Linked DNA regions of Salmo salar: region 1 is linked to region 2. A link is a contact called in public Hi-C data. All regions are on one chromosome and are shown on one strand. Each heading gives the region's core, a stretch centred on a gene start, on an enhancer-like site or on the middle of the called end of the contact. The rest is flanking DNA. Distances are from core to core; before and after follow the strand shown. Region 1 holds the start of LOC106572151 (large neutral amino acids transporter small subunit 1). Region 2 holds the start of LOC106572158 (beta-citrylglutamate synthase B).

Region 1 (2,700 bases), core at 7-2,506, 230 kb before region 2:
GGATGTAGGTGTAGTCTCCACCCGACTTGGTGATGGTGGTGCCCAGCTCGGCGTAGCACAGGGCGCCCATGGTGGACACCACACCGCACACGGCCCACACCACCAGCGACAGACCGGCCGAGCCAGCCTCCTTTACCACCCCTGTGGGCGTGATGAAGATGCCCGAGCCGATGATGGTGCCGATGATCATGCCCACACCGTTGAAGAGCGTGATGCTGCGCTTCAGCTCGATCTTGCCGCCCGCTGCCTTGGCTGGGGAGGAGGCATCGGCAGTAGGGGTGGTGGCTGCCACGGTGCCGGTGTCGGTAATGGTGGATTGGGACAGAGGCTTGGATGGAGGCTTGTCCGGCGAAGGAGGCTTGTCTGGGTTGTCCGGAACCGCCTCAGCTGCAGGAGGAGGAACGGGTGGGGGGGAAGGGGGAGAGGGTGGGGAAGAAGGGGGTACAGAGGAGAGTTCACGAGAAGGGATTGTTGGCACACTGATAGTTCAGGAGTTGAGTAGCACATGGATTTTACATGCAAATATGCCATAAAGGGAAAGTAAGAGGATGCAAGCAGCATGGGGGGGGGGGGGTCATAACATATCCCTGCAAGAAATCACATTACATTAGAAAACCCTAGCTGACCCCCATACCACCTCACTGAGTAATAGCCTGATAGCTGTGCATGACCAAATACATACATACATATATATATATATATTGCTGCACCAGATCATGCAGCAGCCTATGAGCGACTGATGCAACCCTGCACCATGTGGTGTCTAGGCTAGGCTACTGTGTGTGTGTGTGTGTGTGTGTGTGTGTGTGTGTGTGTGTGTGCTATTCTGTAGCGGTGTACCTACCCTCCATCTTCTCTTGGCCCTCGGCTGCCTTCTTCAAGCTCTCCAGGCTGCTCTGTGATTTCAGCTCTGGCTCTGCCATCCTGTCTTCCTTTAGCCCCCTTCTCTCCTTTTCCTTCCTTTCTTTTTGCTCTCTTCCTCCTCCCTACCTTCCCCTCAGCTGTCTCTCTCTCTCTCTCTCTATCTTTCTCACACCTCTCTCTTTCTCTCTCCTCCAATGTCTACCTCCTTCTTTTACTCTCACACGCTCTCTCTCTCATACACTTTGTCTCTCTCTCGCTCTCTCCCTCTATCTCTCATCCCCTTTCTCTCCCTCTCGCCAGTGTACTACTGTAGTGCAGGAGAGGAGGCAGCAGACCTAGTGTGGTGCTTGATGTGGTGATAGTGATGCTGCTACCTAGCCTACGCCCACTTATGATGAATGATGGGAGAGATAGAGAGCTCAGCTCAGAGAGGGTGGAACTAGGTCATTGTCAGATTTTGGGGCGTGTGTGTGTGCGTGCGTGCATGTGTGTGGCATGTACTTTGATGCGAGCGTGACACACGGACAAAGGATGCAAAAGCTCCGGCACTCCATCTAGTGGCCATGATGGGGAAATCCAATGTCTTTGTTCTCTCTCCCTTGCTGAACGATTAATGGGGAAAATAGAATGGGTCAAATAGAGTGGATCAACATTTATTTGATGGAGTATAAAGCTTAAAAAACACTGTCCAAATACATACAGAGAGCTACTGTATTTCCCTTGGGGTACAATCCTTGCTTCTTACTCTTTGACCTGCTTTAGACCTAACCAATGACTACAATGGATAATAATATGGAGGTAACCAAACATTTTAAGCCCTAATAATATATGGATACGTGTGATGATTGAATAAGACATTGAAACCCTGGCTGTCATATTCTGAGTATATACAAGCTGTGTGTGTTTTACTTATGTCCACTAGATGGCACTCTAACATATGCATTCACATAGATAATGTGGTTATGCTTGTGCTTGTTTGCTGGTCATTTCTGTTTTGCTACATCCAAGCTGCTCGCATAAGTATGTTTTCACCAATGGTACATTTTCATAAAAATGCATTCTGAGAATGAGCCCCGTTCTGTTCATGCGCTAGTATTACTTGCATATCTATCGCACTGACAAAGGAGACTCGTGAGTACCAAGCTCCGTTCCATGGAACATCTTAGCTACAAATGGTAACGCACAAGCCGAGTAACTGCGACCCAACGCAGGGCACTTTCTGCCATGTGTCCGGGGACTTTCCCCTAGGCGAGAATGGAGAAACTTCGTTCTCAGCTAGTAGCCTAGTCAACAAGCCTTCTGAATGCCCGTATGTTAACTGGCGACTAAAATATTTATAAAGGTTGAAGTAGTAACACAGGTTTAACTAACGGTGTGTAACTATCGAAGTAGGATTTTTAGGGTCATAGGATCCCCTTTTCCAACATTGAGCAATCATTGCAAAGACTTACTGACAAATAATATTGTAAGAGTTGTAATTCTAAAATTACTTCCTAAATCCAGAGCAAAATTCTAAAAGGATCATGGGTAAATTTAAAGAGACAGCGCCTATAGGAAAAAAGAACAGTCGTCTTTAAACTAACCTATTCAGTAAATTTCTCAACATCTTTGTGATGATTGTTACTCAAACAACAATCACCTCATTTGTTTTGATTCCAATTAATTAATTTTTCTGAGTAAAATTATGATTAATTGATTATAATTAGAGTTTGTTCAAACCCCAATTGCAATGCTCCCGTGCCTTGATCTTGTATCCATATGGAATTACATGCTGCCCCTCATCCTCCCTCCCTTCTCCACATCTACTCTCATTCCTACAGTACCTACTTATTGTCT
Region 2 (2,700 bases), core at 57-2,556:
ATTATTCAAAAAATGTAATATTGTTTTCCATCCTTCCCTGGTTCATAATATACCATTCTAATAGTCATTGCATGCTTGGTTCAATAGCTATTGACGAAAGAAAGCCACAAATCCAATGTAAACACATTTTACCTAGGTTTAGGCGGTCACGTCACAGAGTTAGCTAGCTAGCCAGCAGCTCGCGCTAGCAAGTTGTGTGTGTGTGTGTTTCGATGCGGAACAATACCTGCTATTGCTAGGCTCGCTAGTGCTATAATACTACACTGAAATACACCCCACCATAGACAACAAGAATACACGATTAACCCCAAATTCAAAACAGTTGAAAAATGACATGACTATTAGTACGGTGGTAGATGTGCCACTTCAAATCTAGTGATACTTGCCTAATTGTCCCTCGCTGATGGTGAGCACGATTTGGTCCATGAGAAGAGAGCGGAATTCAACATCCTCCTCGGCGCATCGCTGTTTCAGAGCCCGAAGGATTTGGACTTGCGGATACTCCTGGTGGATACGCCGGTCGGTCACAAACCAAACCCGAGAACACATATTTATATCAAACTGTGTCGTGCCGATTGAAAATAGTACCGAATACACACCGCTGTGGCCGAGAGGGTGGCGGGCGGGCGAACGAGAGCGCGGGATCCTAGTCAGAGATTGACGCGAATAATACAAAGATGCTCACACAATAGAGTGCAGCTACACGAACAAGCAATGTGGCTAAAAAAATCAAACACCACGATTAAGGCTGTTCTTTTAATGGTCGATTAATTACTCGATTTCCACTTGCTTCCCTTCATTTGCAGGCCGTTATTCCTGGTCCCTTTCGATCCAAGAACCCGCTGAATCACAATGAGCACCACAGATTATTCCCTTCTAAAAACAATACTGGTAGCAGTATTAGCTATGACTCCTTGCTCTTGCAGCCCTTAGGGCAAACAAAGCTTGTGCCGTTTTGCTTCGAATCCACCGCTCATGGAACTCAACAGCTACTATCCAGTGAACACCGCAGCCGCTTGGCTGAATAACACAATTGTGGTAGCTCTATGATTATCGAAGAAACCAATGCTGCTCGTATCCCCACGCTTGTCTGGTCTGATTAATTGGTGGAATGGCCCTGTACCGCTATCCACGAGGATCGGTGCTGAAAAGGTGCACGCTTGTTTTCAGTCCTGCGTTTTCTTTCAAGCACGCGCCTCGTTTACGACTCAATTTTCCTCGTTCCCGGACAATATATGGCCAATGATAATCGAGTTTATGCCATAATATCGACCAATCGCAGTTTATAAACCAACGGTCACTGAAGTATGTGCTTTCGTTTAAGCTCTATGGGCGGAGTTTGCGTATTTTATACAATTTTATTGGTTCTAAAGTGAAATCCGAGGCACCGGACGAGAACGAGTGCAATCGGTTTTATTGTCCAATCAGGATGCTGACGCTGTGGAGGCTCGCAAGACAAGTGAGCCAATGACAATGCGTGAATTAACACAGGGGTGTGGCCAACGTGGGCGCGCTAATGCTGTGATTTAGTGCATGTCATACAAGCTACAGCACAGAGGGGGGGACTCAGAATCACGAGTTTGCGCATCACCCGAACCGGTTCAGACCGGGTGCTGGGAGGTTTGGTGAATACTAACGCCTCTGTCTCCATGTTGTGATGCTGAAACGTAAGGAATTATAACATAGCTTCAACAATCGGATGGTCAAACTGTTTTTCTTAGCTAGCTGTAGCCTAATCGAAACGTTGATCGACAGCAAATCTCTGCCGGACAGACTAGCATTTGACCAATTATGCGAGACTTTAGTTCTGGCCGACAGTTTATAAACAAAAAAAGAAAGAAGCCAGATGTCTCACAGGATGTATACATCTGAAGCATCCGTTTAGAGCATCCACTCACCACCAAATATGGTGATGAAAGGAAGTCCAGTGGCGGGAAACTAATTTTCTCATCGATTAAACATTTGATCTCAGTAGAATTTTCGGTTCCCAAAACTATATTCTGTTACGAACAGATTGCACTAAGGTTTGTAGACTCGACCTTTTGCCAAAGTTTCAAGAAATGTTGTTTAGAAGGATTTCAAGGGCGAATCGAGAGAACGCCTTTGCTTCACGGAGAAGGCGTTACCTAACGAAAATATGCAATTACATGCTAAATTACGCCAATAGGATCTCGCTAGCTCGTGCTTAACTCTCTCCACCTCCTTGCTTGTTCTCCCCACTATGCTTGCTTGCCTTCGTTTGCTCTCATTAGAAACGACCCTGATTAAATATCTTGGGTTAGTTACCAGTAATCTTTGCTGTAACGGTCCGAAGCTTATTTATCCTCGCAAAAGCAATAGTGTATATGATTTCAAGAAACAAGATCTCGCATAGTTTTACTGGTAGAGGACGTCAATAGTCTATATGATTTCAAGAAACAAGATCTCGCATAGTTTTGCTGGTAGAGGACGTCAGAGTCGTTAGTTTGTAGGCTTTTTCTAACAATTTCAACGATACTATTTTTTGTAGGCTATTGTCGACGCTTAAAAACAAACAGATCTGAAATGCTCTGTTATGAGCTTTATTTTACAGAATACAAATGGTCTATCAATCGACTGGTCGTATAGGTTTGTGTGTGACTGGCTGCTGTGCATCACGGATTCAAAACACATGTGATCATCACGGGCGAAATTATGCCTTCGCAATGAACTATTTCCGAG

What was found. A called contact is a pair of places that touch in the nucleus more often than the background predicts.
Region 1: a Hi-C map of gill shows a contact between it and region 2, with 3 times the contacts expected there. The contact joins the promoter of LOC106572151 here to the promoter of LOC106572158 in region 2. A contact is called at or near these places in 2 of 3 Hi-C or Micro-C datasets (gill and muscle).

The regions. Positions count from the first base shown.
Region 1 is chrssa15:73,817,655-73,820,354 of Ssal_v3.1, reverse strand. It overlaps LOC106572151 (large neutral amino acids transporter small subunit 1), which reads right to left and starts at 1,256. Exons shown (of 12, transcript XM_014146044.2): 1 at 845-1,256; 2 at 1-387. The coding sequence starts at 923.
Region 2 is chrssa15:73,587,944-73,590,643 of Ssal_v3.1, reverse strand. LOC106572158 (beta-citrylglutamate synthase B) reads right to left here and starts at 1,306. Exons shown (of 5, transcript XM_014146065.2): 1 at 387-1,306. The coding sequence starts at 549. It overlaps LOC106572160 (a long non-coding RNA gene), which reads left to right and starts at 1,396. Exons shown (of 2, transcript XR_001321066.2): 1 at 1,396-1,667.